Linked DNA regions of Triticum aestivum: region 2 is linked to region 1. Evidence: chromatin contacts called from public Hi-C data. All regions are on one chromosome and are shown on one strand. Each heading gives the region's core, a stretch centred on a gene start, on an enhancer-like site or on the middle of the called end of the contact. The rest is flanking DNA. Distances are from core to core; before and after follow the strand shown.

The links. Hi-C and Micro-C count contacts between places; a contact is called where the count stands out from the background.
Region 2: a contact with region 1 is called in a Hi-C map of leaf, with 3 times the contacts expected there. The contact joins the promoter of LOC123137920 here to the promoter of LOC123137918 in region 1. A contact is called at or near these places in 2 of 5 Hi-C or Micro-C datasets (both in leaf).

The regions. Positions count from the first base shown.
Region 1 is chr6B:545,690,964-545,695,285 of IWGSC CS RefSeq v2.1, forward strand. LOC123137918 (soluble inorganic pyrophosphatase) reads right to left here and starts at 2,148. Exons shown (of 9, transcript XM_044557810.1): 1 at 1,958-2,148.
Region 2 is chr6B:546,168,441-546,172,760 of IWGSC CS RefSeq v2.1, forward strand. LOC123137920 reads left to right here and starts at 2,670. Exons shown (of 4, transcript XM_044557813.1): 1 at 2,670-3,275; 2 at 3,358-3,496; 3 at 3,594-3,727; 4 at 3,871-4,320. The coding sequence starts at 3,076. LOC123137919 reads right to left here. Exons shown (of 12, transcript XR_006468578.1): 6 at 2,227-2,363; 7 at 2,017-2,112; 8 at 1,698-1,767; 9 at 1,363-1,437; 10 at 1,234-1,279; 11 at 1-1,154.

The DNA of each region.
Region 1 (4,322 bases), core at 898-3,397:
ACAACATCCATAACCCGGAGAACCAATTGAATACTCGCATCAGTGTTCTCCTGTCAGTGAAAATCATTCACATGCAAACAGATAATTGTCACAAAGAAAGACAGATCTAAGCAACTTAGTTGGCATTGAACAAACTGAAAGGCCAGAGGACCACAGTTAGGCGGGGTAACTCCAAGGCCACACGCAAAAGGCAAATGTAAGGTGCACACCCCTTCTCATAAATAACTTAGAAAAGAACACTAGCAAGACATCAGTAAACAATACTAGTAACAACTAACATTAATTTAACAGATAGGCACGAGCTGCAGTTAGAATAGGCTAATAATCTATGCCAGCACAGGACTGTAGTACGTTAGTCAAAGTTAGCATGATCTTAGGAATCGAAACAAAATAAAATAAAATCTGAAGATGGCATCACGTCCTAAATAACTCAACATATTAACCTAAATAATGCTCTACTGAATGTTGGGTGGTGAAAGCTATGTATGGACTATGCAAAAATGGAAAACGGAAAACCTGACCCTGTATTCTCATGTTTTTGCATGAGTTGCCTAATCCTGACCACGTAGCTCTTTCCACATCAATACTGACACATATATCACAAGTAATTCAACTTTGTCCATCCCAATAACCCTTTGTGTTGGCAACTACCCCTAAACACAGCGCAGTTGCATCCAAGGATACACAGTTTCCATGTTCCCTGAACTGGGCTCTACATTGCCTGATAATTGACCACATAATATACTAGCAGACTGAAAATGGCCGCAAAGAAAGACAGATCTAAGCAACTTCATTGGCATTTGAAAAGCCAGAAAAAGTCCCCAGTCGACAACGCCACACGTCCACACGCAAAAGGCTAAATGTAAAGTGCACAGCCCTTCTAACAAGTAACTTCCAAAGAATAGCAGCAATATACTATCAGTAAACAATATTAACAAGTAACACTAATTTAACAGATAGACAGGACCTAGGCTAATAATTTATGCGAGGACTGGACAGGACTGCAGTGTACTAGTCAAAGCTAGCATGATCTTCAGAAGCAAAATAAAGTAAATCGGAAGATGACATCACGTCCTAAATAGTACTCCTAACTGAACATCAGACAAGATTAAGAGCCTCCCCTTGAAGAACAACTGCCGCATGGTCCAACTCGTGCTCTCTAGAAATAGTAACAGAATCATCCAGGAGCATAGGCGAGACAAAGCACAAATGCGGGTAAAAAAGAACATTATCTAAGAGGGGAAACAGCCGCCGCAACCGCAACGAACAGATTTGGAGAGCAGCGACGCATGCTGCTACAAGTTTGGCAAACTAGAGGAAAGAGAAGTTGCTCAAAAAGGACGAGAAGGAACACCACGGAAGGAGGAAAATATCCGCGCCTCTGCAGCCGCGAAACAGATCGGACTAAATCCAGAGAACGGACAAAAATCGAAAAAAAAGCGCCGCCGAGTTCTCGTCGTCGTCTTCGTCCTATTCGAAACTCAGGGGAGATTTGAGCACTTGAATCGCGGTGGAAAGGCCGTTCAAGACCACCGAAATGCACAGGAACGTACACAGGGAGAGATGGAGGAGCAGGTGAACAGAGGGGGGAATTTTACCCTGCGGAGCAAAAAGGGAAGCAGCAGACGAGAAAGAGGCCACGAGCCATACCACAATCGACCGATCGCGAAACGCACCACCATCCCTCAGACGAATCAGAGCAGAAGGATCCCACCTAAACCACCGAACCAGGGAGGCCGTAACCGGAGAAAAAATAAGCAGCAGAAGAACGGACTGCAAGCGACAGGAACCAGGAAATGCGCTCACTCGTACAGTACAGTGGCACAGCGCCACGCCTCAACAAACCAGCGCCGCCGCCCCGTCGAACGGGCGGCGAAGCAACCGGTCCGGCCACCCGAAACGGAACCGACGGCAGGGAAGGGAGGAGAGGGGAGGGGGAGGGAGAGGGATCCCTCACCGGCGGGGTTGATCTGGCGCGACGGCAGCGGAGGCGAGGGCGAGGGAGCAGCAGCAAGCGCGCAGCGCAGGACCCGATGCCGCGATATTAACTTTGAGGCGTGGCCTTCCTTTCTGGCGACGCGAAAGATATACGGGGGGAAAGCGCCGTGGGCCTGGCGGGCGTCCGGGGCCGGTCGCTCGGGCTTCCGTGGCCGTCGGATCGCCGGGTGGACGGCTGGGAGGCGGCCACGCGGGGGATAACGCTTTAGTGGAAGCAAGAGTGGGATGGAAGCCGCGGTTGGGGGGCCGAGCCGCACCGGATTCCCTCGCACCACCCACGAGACGAGAGCATATACTGGGAATCGGGACCCCGGGGTTTGTGGACCTCGTCCACAGTCGACCTGCTGGAAGCGTCGCCTCCGTACGGGTGCCGCGGCTTCTGTCGCGCATGGACCGGGTTTTTCTTCCTCCATTTGTCCCGAGACCAGTTTCGATTTCAGCTGTTTGGTTGCCAATAAAATCTGCAAAGTATAGAGAATTAGCTAAAGTAAGTTCTACATTACCTTTAGTTCGACATTTTCGTAAACTGGCTCGATGTTTAGCTACGGTATCTTTTTGGAGGAGTTTGTTTTGATGGCTAATGAAAGTGGCTTTCATTTGGTAGACTAGAGAGAACATTGCGGCATCCCTGTTGCACATGTCCATCAGGGTGAAAGGATGGACGCGGTGCTTCCTAGTTCGGGTGATGTGCTACGTGGCTACTCCGGGTATGGTGCCGCCTTCGGCGAAAAAAGAAAGAAAAAAAGGTATGGTATGACCGTCAAAGGAGCAGACTCTGTGCGATGCACAGCTTTGCGGCCGCTGACAAATACACAAACAAAAGAGAATCCTGTAGAAAGAAAGATGTTACAAACGTTAGAGCATCTCCAGTCGCCTCCGACGCCTTTTTAGGCTCGGTTTTAGGCTCGAACGGCGCTTTTCGCCAAAAAACGGCTCAGCCACGCCCCCAACACCCTCCAAGACGTCAAAATAGCGCCGGCAAACCCAGACGAAATCCGGTGCGCTGGGGGGCTCTTGGGGCGCCGGCGGAAGTTTCGGCGAATCGTGTCTCACCACATGTCCTTTTTTTGGCCCACTTAATCATTCTTCTCACAAATTTTTGCTTGGGGTGAGGTGTGACTGAAAAGATACCCTCTTTATTTCGCCAAATTTCGCCGGATGACCCCCAAGACACCAACTTTTTTGGTTCGGTGGTGTTCTTGTGGCTGCCAACGGCTGGAGATGCTCTTAGAGGACAATGGTTTCAAATCCTAAATTTAACATTGATGTTCACAATTTTTTTTGATTTATTTCAGATTTTTCAGCGATATTCGTTCAGTGGGAGAAGATATTTCCGTCAACTTCAAGGCGCCTATGATGACTTCATCTCTCGAAGTGGTCATATGGATAGGTGTGCGCGTGTTCACAGGGTGGTTGTATGCGGTGTATACTTGTGTATGTGGCCAACTTCGAGTTAAAAAAATGTTTATTTATACTAAATGACCCTTCTGAAAAAAAAATCCATCCGACTACCTCTCAAAAAACTTATTTATGAATATGCCTCATTATAATACGACAAACCGCTTTATTACAATCATACCCATGGTGTTACTAGAGCGTTTGGCTATATCAACTTTATGAGTGTAGTCGAAGGGTTTGGTGCGACTACGAGTAATTTACTGTCTGAGCACGTGAGCGTAGTCAAGTCATTTGGAGCAAGTCGTACACTTATTATAGTCAAACGATTTGGCTACGCTACGTGTATGAGTGTAGTCAAACGATTTAGCGTATATATAGAGGATCATATATAAAAATAAGTTTTTTGAGAGGTCAGTGGACAAATTAAGCTTTCTGAAGGGTCATTGGGTAGATATATTAAAATAAGTTTTTTGAGAGGTCAGTGGACAAATAATATGAAAGAAAGATGATGTAAGGGAGCACGAGGCAGATAGGTCGATGGGCAAGGACGCAGAGTTTCTGCACCCGAGCTCAAATGAGCTCGGGTGAACAGTAAAATCAAAACAAAATAAAAAAAGTTTAAAAAATTCCAATTTTTTTGGAAGAAACATTGACAGAAGTTTTTAAATACTTGCAAAAATTTGTCATGAAATCACATTCCTAGAAGGCGTGGCAAAAAAAAATCGATACTATGAAAATGCTACTTCCAAAAGCATTTTGGAGCACTGAATTTGTTTTTATCATGCCTTACAGGAATGTGATTCCATGACGATTTTTTGCAAGCAGTTAGAACTTTTATCAATGTTTCTCCCCAAAAAATATTAGTTTTTTATTTTACTGTTCATCGAGTTCATTTGAGCTCGGGAGCAGAAAGACACTTTTGGATG
Region 2 (4,320 bases), core at 1,420-3,919, 480 kb after region 1:
AGGTCCTGCTTATCCCGTGTACAATTTGTTGTGTGGCTTTAGGGGAGTTTATGTTTGCTCTTTTAATAGTAGTATAGAAGAAGGATTGCACCGGAGCATCGTCATTCTTTCCTTATATACAAATGTATGTTTGGATGCAAGAGAGCGCATGCATTGACACAATGATAAGATTTGTCTACCATGAGGAAGGTGTTTGGACCGGAGTACTGAACATAACGAAATGTCAAAGACACATACAAACTTTTGCCAATTAGAGTAGCAAGAGGCTTTCACATTATACTTGGTTGTGCCGGCTGCATGCATTGGTAATAGAAGAACTGTCTGGTAGGTTTGTTAGGGCAATACCAAGGAAACATCAAAGAGCCCACCAACATTATTGAAGTAGTTACATCAAAGACTTGTGAAGGTGACACTCTTTCTTCAACATAGCATGGTCTCTTCAACGATCTTCCTTCTTTAAAGACAGTGTGATGGGGAGACTCCGGAGTACAACTACACCGTCAACGGACGCCATTAGACGAATACAAATGAGGCTCGACACCTGATGTCCACGAACATACAGAGTGCCAAATTTGACTATTGCCATGTCCGCGGACATATGGGACGTCAAATTTGACCATTGCCCTTAAGATGCTCTAGCAAACGACTCCACATATACTCAAACTTCAAACACCTGTGAAGTTCTATTCCTTCACATTCCAAATCCGCCGATGTGAAAATGCATAATAGACTCGTCGAGTACAGACACGGACCAAATGCACAAAAAACACATGTACTCCCTCCGTCCAGAAATACTTGTCATCAAAATGGATAAAAGGGATGTATCTAGACGTATTTTAGTTTTAGATACATCTTTTTTTATCCATTTTGATGACAAGTATTTTCGGACAGAGGGAGTACTGTACATAGCATAGGCTTACTGCACAACGGACTGGTTTCAGTCCCCGTTTCGTTTCATCTCGTTTCCCCACTCCAAAATACTTCTACTATGAACGCCGGCAGGCTCCATGACTGGTGAACCAAATACATACTGGCTGCAGGGTTCAGCTGAACTGCGTGCAGGCATGCCAAATTTTCTCGGATGGTCTAGTGGAGTCTTCATGAATCGGCTGCCAAGCTCTTCCGGTGGATGCTCATGAACTTGGCGATAAATTCTGCACAAGCAAAGCCAACAATTAACTTTCATGGTTTCAGGCTGTTTTAGTTTACATGATATCATGAGTGCCAAATTACCTTCCAGTTTCAGCAGTGCACTGGCTCCAGCTGGCAACCTCTTATCCTGAAATTCAGTATCGTCGTGCATGGTTATCATCGCTCACAGGGGAAGTGCATTTAAAACACGAAAATGCCGAGGAAACTCACGTAGTAGGCGTGCCAGTAATAAACATCTCTCTTTATGTTAGCATGGATTCCCTTTAGGAAAAGCTCTACAAGTTTCTGCAGGCAAAATGATAATCAAGAATGATGTTTAATCACACGGTTATGTCTGGAGAGCTATATAGTACTCCCTCTGCTCCTAAATTTAAGTCTTTTTAGAGATTTCAATATGGACCACATACGAAACAAAATGAGTGAATCTACATTCTAAAACATGCCTATATACATATGTATGTAGTTCATATTGAAATCTCTAAAAAGACTTATATTTAGGAACGTAGGGAGTAGCATCCTTGAGGTTAAATCTGAATAACTCGTACCTGGAGAACAAGTTTAGGAGGCACGGATTCAACCAAAAGTTTTTGGAGCTTGCCTCGTACCAAAAACAACCTGTGTAATACTTTGACGCGTTAGCAAATAAGGCTGCGAATATAATCGCACAGCTCAATAACATTTTCCAGTGTTAGTAAAATAAATAAAACAATGGTGAGTTGGTGACTGATCAAAGCTGCGGCAATTCATAAAGTGAAATATTGGTGGTACTTAAAGCATAATAATGATAAAATGTTCACAACCAATGAGATGTAAGGAAGGACAATGAAAACATTCATAGCTAAATTTTGTTTTACTCCAGCAAACCTTTTGGGAGAAGGATCTTCTAAAATTTCTGCTGCGAGTTCCTCAAGAACACCATGCCATCCTAGCGGTATAGCTTGTCCATCAACAAAGGGGTAACTGGTAGATCAAAGGGACAAATGGAAGTGAAGAGCACATGCTAGGATCATCATCATAATGCAAAACTGAAGGAAATAAAAAGACTTGAGAAGGGACAAATACTACAAAGCATACTTGTTAGCTTTGCATGCCTCCAGAGCCAATATCGCCTCCCTCATGTTGTGCGCGGATCGAGTCGCAATGGTGTAAGCCAAACTTGCGGGGAGATCGAAACTCTCTCTTTTTGATATGTGATTGAGAACCTCCACAACCTGTTTTATTTATTTATTTGCAAGTCAGCTAATGCAATGCATCCGAAAATGAAAGGCAAATACTGCAAGCATATTTGTGAGTCATCCGTGTTTCATTTCATCAAGATAAAACGGAACCTCAATCCCGGTGGATACAGGACACTCTCAGAGCCTCTCCGCCCGCTGTGTGGCTACCAGGTAGGTCCCCATTGACAGAAGTCGATTTGTTTTCACGTGTTGCTTCCACCAAACCCCACACAGGCAGGGCACACTGGCACAGCACACCCGCACCTTCGTGGTCGCCTTTCGCTCGCTCGAACCCTCTCCTTCCTTCCTCGCGAGCCCTCCGCGCTAGGGTTTCTGGCGGCCGGCTGCCCATCTTCTCGGAGACGGCGTCGTCTCAACTGAGGAATCGAGGCTCGAGGCCTATGACGGAGGCCCGGGACGAAGCCCAGGAAAAGGTCCAGCCCACAAAGAGGATCCGGCAGCCAGCCAAAGAGCCAACCGCTACGCGTCTGTCTGACGACGGGGTCAAGTGAGGTTTCTCTCTTAAAAAAAATGTAAATCCATCAATTGAAAAATAGCCGTTGGCTTGTAAATCCATCACACGGGATCGGAGAGGCGGCCTTCATCTCGGAGCAATCCCCCATCCAATTCGCCCAAATCCGCATCAGGCTGCTGAGAGAGAGAGAGAGAGAGAGAGAGAGAGAGAGAGAGAGAGAGAGAGAGAGAGATGGGTAGGGCAAGAAGGGGAACGGCGGCCAAGGGCAAGAGGAGGCCGCGTCCTGCGGCGAAGGCGGCAGCCGTGGCGGGCGACGGGCACGAGGAAACCAAAGATGGACCTGAGAAAGCCGCCGGCGGCGGGGGCCGCTTCTTCTGCTGCTACCTCCTCCGTTCGCTCTGCCCGCGCAGCAAGAGCCGCACGTACATCGGGTACCCCCACTCCCCACCTCGTCTCGCATCAATCCAAAATCTCATCTTTGCTTCTTGCACCTGATTGACGGTTGTGTGGCAGGTTCACGGTGAACCCGCGGCGGCGGATCCGGCAGCACAACGGCGAGCTCCGATGCGGCGCCTGGCGGACCAAGCGCGGCCGCCCCTGGGAGATGATGCTCTGCATCTACGGCTTCCCCACCAACGTCGCCGCCCTCCAGGTAATTAACAACCCCTTCTTCCAAGATTCACTTCGTCCCGTGATGGGTTACGATTCCTCTGCTTCTTCTTACTAAACGTGTGTTTCTCGGCCTGCAGTTCGAGTGGGCGTGGCAGCACCCAACCGAGTCGCTGGCCGTCCGCAAGGCCGCCGCCGAATTCAAGTCGCTCGGCGGCATCGGCAACAAGGTCAAACTCGCCTACACCATGCTCAACCTCCCTTCATGGGAGAAGTAAGGCCCCTCTCTCTTTCTCCTATCTCTAGCTGCTCCATCCATGGATTCTTCTTTCCTTGGGGCCGGCCAGAGTTGACTAGTAACAGTATTACTGATGTGAACGGCTGTTCTGATGCCTGTGTCTGTGTGTGTGTTGCCAGCTTGAATCTGACGGTGAACTTCTTCTCCACCAAGAATACCAAGTTCACCGCGGGCTGCCCGGCCCTCCCCTGCCACATGAAGACTGTCGTTAGCCCGATGGAGGATCTCCCGTGCTACGTCGAGGGCCTTTCGTCCGAGGAGGATATTATGGAGCCTAGAGAGGATGAAGAAGAACCAGATGCGGTTGTTGGCAGCGACGCTTCTGATCATGGTTTGCAGACACTGGATTTGGAAACCAGAATTGTAGGCGGTGAATCAGACACTGATGAGTTTTTTGCTCCAATGGATCGGAGTGAGGTCATTGCATCAAGAATTTCAGAATCCTCTGCAGCCCAGCCAGTGGAAGAAGAAACCAGAATTGCTGACTGTGATGTTGAATATACCGTTGATGACTTCGGTGAATCAGACACTGATGAGTTTTTTGCCCCGATGGAACGGAGTGGGGTCTG